Linked DNA regions of Ovis aries: all the other regions are linked to region 2. A link is a contact called in public Hi-C data. All regions are on one chromosome and are shown on one strand. The core of a region is the stretch at or near the end of the contact, and the rest is flanking DNA. Distances in the headings are between cores, read along the strand shown. Region 1 holds the start of TOMM40L (translocase of outer mitochondrial membrane 40 like). Region 2 holds the start of CFAP126 (cilia and flagella associated protein 126). Region 3 holds the start of NDUFS2 (NADH:ubiquinone oxidoreductase core subunit S2).

Region 1 (2,700 bases), core at 171-2,670, 130 kb before region 2:
CAAGCACAGCCCACCCCCAATAAAACAAATTCAGAAAGCAGCTGCTGCCCACCCAACGCACCTTCCCCCACCCCCCCACCCCCATCATTGGCGTGCTCTGGCAGGATAAAGGTTGAAGGTCTCTGGGCATTTGATCCCCTTATCAGTTCCAGGCAGTGGTCAGCCAATACAAGTCAGCAGGGGCCATAACATCTCTCCGACCAAGGTCCTGGCCCTTGTCCCTGTCCTGATTGTGAGGGAGGACAGAGATGCACTCCCCAGGCCCAAGGCCTTTGGGTGAAATCAGCTAAATAGAGATCACAAGTATTTGTATCTTTCATCCTTTGACCTCTTCCTGAGAGATAGGAGTGGTGATATGAGAGCTAGTAGAGGAGGCGACCAGAGCCTAAGAAATTTTATTCTATCTTATACTATTCCCCTGTGGAGCACTTGGTGCTTGAAGGGGAGCTCCATTGATTTGTCCCTGGCTTTGGAGTGGAGTGCATTTGAGGGCAGGAGCCTGTATTTCTCGATTTTATTTGCCAACTCTGCCTAGGGAAACTTTTCACTTTCTTTCCTAGGGAACCAGGGAAGGAAAGATCAACTGCAGAGGTCATGTGTTTCAGGGACTACTTCTGCTGGAACTCAGGTTGCAGCCCCTGCTCCTCTACCCCAAACTCTCACACCCATTCCCTTTCTACAGAGAGGACAAGAGGGTAAACTTTAAAAGGTTTGGACCTCTAGGAGGGAGGGTGGGTCCCTTTTCCTACGAAGAGCTGTACCTATGAGTGGAATTCATCTGAGGGTGTACTGTGTACTGTGAAGGACTGCGAAGTGGAGTCCCCAGGGGTTCGTACGGGTCTGGGTGGGGGCGGGGCCCCTAGGAGAGATATGAATCAGTGTTCGAAAGAAGTATTCAGTCTTCCCTGGGCCACCTTTCACAGGCTATATGTCTCCAGGCTACACAGTGGAGGGAACTTCAGTGACTCAGGCCCCAAGATGCTCCCTCTAGTGTCTTGTTAGCTAAAAGGTTTTTTCCGATTTGGAGAGGCAGGGCACTCTAACGCCATCTATTTGAGTAGATTGCCTGGAGAATCCCAGGGACGGGGGAGTCTGGTGGGCTGCCGTCTATGGGGTCGCACAGAGTCGGACACGACTGAAGCAACTTAGCAGCAGTAGCACGGACCTAACCAATCAAGTACCGCCTGTCCCTGCAGTGCCGGAGTTGGAGCTCTCCAGACGTAAGGTCGGCCACGCCTTTGCGTTCTCCTCTCCTATTGGCCAATGCTCGGCGGCCAAACAGCCTTTTCTTTTTTTAAAAAATCCATTGGGCGGAGCCCAATCAAGGAGGGTTGGGTCTCTGAAATCTTTTTTTTTCGCCCGGTTCCAAGATGGCGCCCATGACCACGCTGGGGGTGCAGCGTGAAGCCGCAGTTCTGCCATCACTCAAGATGGCTGCCCCCATCAAGATGACCGGGGTGTGCCTGGGGGAAAGGGGCAGCATGATGGTATGAGAAGGTAAGGGTTATTGCCTCATTGCAAGCCTCGCCATGTGGCCTAGGAATGAAGAGCAGAAAGACTAGGAAGCTGGGTAAAGTCTGTGGTGGAGACTAGGATTAGAGAGTGGGGGAGGTTACAAGGGTGACAGCGGGATTAAAGATGCAATGGGAGTGTGCCTGGGGTTCAAGCTCCCCACCGGTGCCCTCTCCCCCTACTTTTCCTGTTCCAGGTCTAGCGTCGGACTATGTGGAAGTTTCTGGGACTGGGGAGCCGGATAATGGGGGGTGGGGCCCGTGGAGGGTAGAGGGAGCAACAGCGTCCTTTCCCAGGCGAACCCCGGCCCCTCCCTGACCTCTCTACTGAAATGGGGAACACACTAGGCCTGGCACCTATGGGGGCTTTGCCCCGCCGGAGCCCCCGTCGAGAGGAACCTCTCCCCAACCCTGGGAGCTTTGATGAGCTGCACCGGCTATGCAAAGGTGAGAAGACACTCGAGGCATTTGGGTGTCTCAAGTTGAAGGGGCAGAGAAGGGCGGGGTCTTGAGTGCTGGGTGTCCAGCGATGGGAGCAGAAAAGGGGAGATCACAGCTGGGGCATGCAGCCTTAGGGAGGATCAGGCGCCCCCATGGAGCGGAGCATTTCCTGGTGCAGGACTTGAGAGGAGGTCAGTTCCTCCAAAGCACTTCTGTGGGATTGAAAGGGGAGATGACTTCGTGGGGTAGGGGTTCCTTGTCTGCTTATTCCTTCCCTTCCGCCTCCCCTCCCTTCAGATGTATTCCCAGCACAGATGGAGGGAGTGAAGCTCGTTGTCAACAAGGTTCTGAGCAGCCATTTCCAGGTGCTCCCACTTCTCTGTCCCTTCCTTACTATTCCTCCCTGCCTGTCCCTGGATCTTATCCTTTCCTTTCGTGCACCCCCTTAGCCAGGCTATATGGGACAGAAGAAGAGGGATATGGGGCCCTTTTGACTTCCTTTGTCTGTGGGACTTGTTGCTTTTAATCTGGCGACCCTCTGTATAAGTTGGAATGTTTGGGTTTCTTAAACGACCTGCCGGATGGGGAATAGATGAAGGGTAGGATGGGGGCTTGAAGTGGAGCAGGAATGCGGTCTCCTCCATGGATTTCTCTTCCTCAGGTGGCTCACACTGTGCACATGAGTGCTCTGGGTTTGCCAGGCTATCATCTTCATGCGGCCTATGCAGGGGACTGGCAACTGAGTCCC
Region 2 (2,700 bases), core at 191-2,690:
GAGCACTGTGAGTAAGGCAGCAAGAAGCACTGCTGGCGCCCAGCCTCACTCTCCCCGCCACCTCAGTTTGTTGTCAGAAGCCGGGCAATCCGCCTCTCCCGTGGTAGGGCTGGCACTCACATTCCCTTGTTTAACTGGAACCTCACAGTCGCCCCCTCCAAGGGCTCCAAGACAAAGTACATTTTTTGTAGGCCTGGTCTCAAGCGATGCTCTGATTAAAAAAGGGACTTGTGGACAATCAGTATAAATGACCTGGGTCTGGGTCTAGCTCCATCACTAGAACGGAAACTCAGGCATGTCGCTTTACAACTTATTTCCACACCTGTAACATTGTGACGTGTGACCTGGAAAACTACCCTTATGATTATCTCATAAGATCGTTAAAATGGTTAAAGGACATTGTAAGTTACTGTGACAGCAAAATGACTGCAGCCTGTAAACAACACCACAGACGCTGCTGAGAAACTACTCTGAAGAAGCAAGGAGGAATGTCAGTATATACGTGATTTTGGTGAAAGGCGAATACATGCAATTGAGTGCATATTTTTTCCAGGTTTCTGCTAGTCTCATGAAACTTTCCGCTAATCAGGAAAACAGTCATCACCCTGAAGGATTTCAGTGATTTTCTAGATATGAGGAGATTCAAGAACTGGGTTCACGAGCCTGGTACACTGGATAAGAATCCGCTTGCCAGTGAAGGGAACCTGGGTTCAATCCCTTGTCCGGGAGGATCTCATGCCAAGGACTACAACTACTGAACCCACATGGCAACTACTGAAGCCGGTGCTCCTCAGTGAAGAGCAGCAGTAGCCCTTGCTCTCCACAACTAGAGAAAGTCCATGTGCAGCAACAAAGACCTAGCACAGCCAAAAGTAAAAAAAAAAAAAAGAATTGGGTTCATAAAAGCGGCTCCTGAAAATATCTATTTAAAGAACTGTCCTGCCAGTTTCCTTTCTCCACCCACCTCACCCCACCCCACCCCACCCCACCCCAGCACAGAGGGCCTCATTCCCGCTCTCCTTTCCTGCTCTCAACATCAGGGGGTGTTGGTGGTCAGCAGCTGCAACAGCACATGATTTAGTCCTTACAGAGGTAGATGGCAAGTGCCCACGGCAAGTGCCAACCTGTAGTTAACACTGGGATTAGGGTGGAGCTGGAGGAGCTGGAGTAAACTGCACCCGGCTGGAGTGAGAAGCGTTCAGACCTATGGGCTTACCACTCGCCTGGGAGCAAGGACAAGGCCGTCATTTCCAGCTCCTGGGGCCTAGCTGGGGACACCAGCAGGAGGCTGCCTGCGCTGTACTCCACGTCCCTCCCACCGATGTGTGGCGTGGCTGGTACCGTGTCATGCTGATCCCGTTGCCGGGAAGTGTCGCTCCTTCCCAGCCTTCCAGTCCTGACTCAGGCCTGACTGGCCGGAAGGCCCGACCGCCGCAGGCCTGGGCAGGAGCGGGGCGGGGCCCCGCGCGGGCCGAGTCGAGCCGGCGGGCGTGCGGGCGGGGCCCTGCGCGGGCTGCGGCTGCTGGACCTCTCAGACTTCCCGGAAACCTGGGCCGCTTTTTCCCCAAGTCTCAGGCTTCTGGTCCTGGGTTAGGGTTCTAGGGTTGAACAGTTAAGGCGACGAAAGTGGCTATAGTGCACGGTCCCTGCCTCGGAGTCGGCCCTCTTCCTCCTCGGCGCCCAGGGGCCCAGGTTTCGGGGCTGTCCCCGCATCCCGCGGCGTCTCGGCTGACTCGCGCGCTGCCCAGCTGCTGGTCCTCGGAGCCTTCGGGAAAAAACGAGGAAGGAGGGGTTAGGTGGAGCTTGGACGCCCCCAGGAGTACGAAGGCGAAATCACGCTACCAATTAATTTTTGGAGAAATTCGCGATTTTGTAACTTTGTTAATGCGTCCATATCTTCTTTGTCTGTGTAATAAAAGTTTATAACTTCGCCTTTACGTAACTAGATTACTCTCTTCTCATGATATCGTGTGTCTTTTTAGCCTGCTTGAATTCGGCTACCCATTCCAGAAAATATCCACTGACATTTTCACTTAAAGTTAGGTCGCATACACTTCTTTCTATTTAGTCTTAATGGTATTTTTAAAATTTAAAAACATTTGATAATTATTGAATAGGTAATGTATCAGTTCAGTTCAGTCGCTCAGTCGTGTCCGACACGTTGCGACCCCATGAATCCCAGCACGCCAGGCCTCCCTGTCCGTCAGCAATTCCCGGAGTTCACTCAGACTCACGTCCATCGAGTCGGTGATGACAATGTAAAAAAGTAATAAAAATAAATTCATACCCTAAGAAAGTTGATACTGAGACCAAAGGGGAGAGGAATAGGTGAGGGAGGTTAAGTGGTACAAACTTCCAATTACAAAGTAAACGAATTAGGAGTGTAAATAAACAGCGTGGTGCTTGTGTATGCTAGGTGTGGGGAATATAGCAAATGACAATGGAGTATCTTTGTATAGTGACAGACGGTAATCACTTTGAAGTGTATAGAAATACTGAATATGTTGCGCATCAGGAACTAACATAGTATTGTATATCAAACATACCTCAAAACCAAGCAAACTAATAAAAAAAATCAGGGACTTCCCTGGTGGGTCAGTGGTTAAGACTCCACCCTTCCAATACAGGGCCCACACGTTCCATCCCTGACTGGGAAACTAAGATCCCATGTGCCACACCTCCTGGCGTAAAAAACAAAAC
Region 3 (2,706 bases), core at 55-2,554, 150 kb before region 2:
CCCCTCTTAGGCTGGATTAAGGCAAAAAAAAAAAAAAAAAATGCAGTCCCCACCTCCTTCTCCCACACTATTACCACATTCACTGTGTTTCAGGGGGACAAGGCCCAGGGAGCGGGCGGGGAATCAAGGCAGCAGGGAGGCCCAGCCTCTGCCTGGCTCTTGGGGGCCGCCCAGTCTTTACAGGTCGTCAGTTCCCACAGCGTGGGATATGGCCCCACTCTTTGGTACAGTTCCCATTAGGTCAGCTAGAAGTCTGCCTTTCCCCTCTTTCTTTGTAGCTAAGAGTTACTGGCGTCTGCCCCTCTCTTGGTCTGTCTGTCCCACCCTTCGCACTGCTGGTGGGCTCTGGCCCAGGGACCCTCTCTGGGGGATGTCTCCGTCCAGACCCCAAGTTGAAGGGATGTGCAAACTCAACGGGTGGCCCAGCTGGAGCTTAGCTTAGAGGCCAAGAGAACAGGAACCAGATCCAAGGCTGAGAAACTCCCCTTTGTCTGTACCACACAGAATTGGGATCAGACTCCTGATGGTACCACATTTCTATGCCATTGGCCAGGGGAGAGGCCAGGTCAGAAACACATGAAGTAAAAGAGACTGACCAGGGATAGAAGTGGGATGCTAGGGATCACTAAAGGCATTTACTGAGTCTGTTAATTCTATAGGTTCTGGAAAGCTGGCAGATATCAGGTCACCTACAGGGGACCTCCTCTCCTCAGCTAGGACGAGGCGACTCCTACACACCCCTGCAGCCTGTTCCAATGCCGGTGGTCTTGGCCGCCTCCTCTTTTTTTCATTTATGTTTGGCGGGAGTTCTCAGACCCGCCCAGTCCCACTTGGGCCCCTTTCCCCTAACCCATTTAGGCCATCTGGAAATTAGCTCCCTCTGCTCCAAATCTTTTGGATTTGGTTATAAGAAGGTAACTGGCAAAGCCTGGCGCTGCCCTAGAAGGGCAGGACTACAGCAACAGAGCGGCGCAGGCAGAAAGTGGGGAAGGGTCTGCATGTGAGTGTGCGTCTGGCGCCAGGCGGCAGAACACTTTCTAAGGCGCGCACGGGCAGCGCGCCGGGGCTTCGTGAGGGGAGCCGCTGCCACCGGCAGCGGTGGCAAGTTTCTCTGGCTCGGCCTTTGAAGAGCCAGTCAGGAGCGGTGGGAAGCACGGTCCCCAGCCTCAGGTGTTTAAGCGAAAGTGAAGCCGAGGCGCAGAACCCGGCTGGTGTCAGGTTAGCGAGCCAGCTTACAAAAGGACGGGTGCGTGGCGCCGATACGCGGGAAGCCCGCAAGGAGGCGCGCTAGAGGCACTTCCGCCAGGCTCTCCTTCCAGCAGTCTACGGCGGCAAGATGGCGGCGCTCAGGGCTCTGCGCCGCCTGCGAGGCGCCGCGGCCCAGGTGCTGCGGCCCGGGGCTGGGGCCCGACTGCCGATTCAGCCCAGCAGGTGAGAGCAAGGGCGGCGCCCGATGCGCCGTCCCCAGGGCTGGGGTTACTCGAGTCTGGGAACTCCATGGGCCCTATGATCGCCTAGGAAAGAATGACCCGGGCCCGTGACCCCGCTCCCTGGCCTGCGCTCTCGGGTTCCGGGATCCACTGGTACCGGTTCTGGAGGAGGGAGGAAAGATTGTTTCAGCTCGATGTGCCAGGGTTGAAATCATGTGGAGGGAGACGCCGCCCCTCAGCATTAGTGATATGCCACCCACCCCCCATTCGCCCTGCTGCTTCTACCCACCTCGTCAGGGGTGAAAAGTCTCCTTAGACGCTATGAAAGAAAAGGAAGGCAGTCCCAGTGGACTTAAAGGAGGAAAGTAACCCAGGAAAACCCGGGCCTCAGTGCATCCCTCTGGCCATACTTGAGCAGAGCCAAGGAGCGAGCGTGCCTCACCCCCCTTTTCTTACTCTTCGGTTGACCTTGAATAAACACCTGTCTCGGATTCGTATTCACTAAGATGGGAACCATGAATATGACCAGAAATTAAAGGACTGGGATCCCCATCTTTGCATGCATAGGGTTATTGGGTGAAGTGATTCCAGGAATAAGTTATTAGTAAGAATGGAACCTCAAGAGTTCCAGTTTGTTCTGCCAGAGCTACACAGCTCCGTCAGCGACTTGGTGTTGATGAATCCCAGACACCCTTCCTAGGGCCCACGTGAAAGTGAGTGGGAACAGAGGAACCAAGCACTGTTCAGGCCTTTTGTCTAGGATTTGTCATTACCTCCCCAGAGGTGCTCGGCAGTGGCAGCCAGATGTGGAATGGGCAGAGCAGTATGGGGGTGCTGTAATGTACCCCACCAAGGAAACAGCCCACTGGAAACCTCCCCCTTGGAATGGTGAGTGCCCAGGGCCACTGTCCCAACCCATACACTTCCCTGCCCTACCCTGATTTCTGAGTGCTCTTGAGCTGTCTGTCTGAGGCAAAATTTAGCCCCCAATGCTTTTTGCTTGCAATACTCTACTTGCAACTCACCACATATGATAATAATGATAATAGGAGGTATTTATCAAGTAGAAAATTCCAAGGGAAAAGAAAGAGGAGATTCCAGACAACCCTTGAAGATCCCTACCAAATTTGTATCTTTAGCTTTAGCTTTTTCCAGAGGTTTAATATATTTCCTGCTAAAGGAGTTTTTCCCCACTGGCACTCAAATGAAACCTTTCTAAATATGAAATTCCCCCCACCCTGCCGTAAAACTAGCCCTTCTTGTGATTTTAAATTTT

Evidence for each region. Hi-C and Micro-C count contacts between places; a contact is called where the count stands out from the background.
Region 1: a Hi-C map of liver shows a contact between it and region 2, with 4 times the contacts expected there. The contact joins the promoter of TOMM40L here to the promoter of CFAP126 in region 2. A contact is called at or near these places in 6 of 16 Hi-C or Micro-C datasets (hypothalamus, liver, mesenteric adipose tissue and 3 more).
Region 3: a contact with region 2 is called in a Hi-C map of muscle, with 4 times the contacts expected there. The contact joins the promoter of NDUFS2 here to the promoter of CFAP126 in region 2. A contact is called at or near these places in 7 of 16 Hi-C or Micro-C datasets (liver, mesenteric adipose tissue, mixed tissues and 4 more).

Annotation. Positions count from the first base shown.
Region 1 is chr1:112,661,031-112,663,730 of ARS-UI_Ramb_v3.0, forward strand. It overlaps TOMM40L (translocase of outer mitochondrial membrane 40 like), which reads left to right and starts at 1,421. Exons shown (of 9, transcript XM_042256834.2): 1 at 1,421-1,497; 2 at 1,709-1,958; 3 at 2,614-2,700. The coding sequence starts at 1,935. NR1I3 (nuclear receptor subfamily 1 group I member 3) reads right to left here. Exons shown (of 10, transcript XM_004002694.6): 9 at 1-2,700.
Region 2 is chr1:112,792,228-112,794,927 of ARS-UI_Ramb_v3.0, forward strand. It overlaps CFAP126 (cilia and flagella associated protein 126), which reads right to left and starts at 1,441. Exons shown (of 8, transcript XM_060415510.1): 1 at 1,342-1,441.
Region 3 is chr1:112,642,282-112,644,987 of ARS-UI_Ramb_v3.0, forward strand. NDUFS2 (NADH:ubiquinone oxidoreductase core subunit S2) reads left to right here and starts at 1,305. Exons shown (of 14, transcript XM_004002691.5): 1 at 1,305-1,431; 2 at 2,212-2,318. The coding sequence starts at 1,337.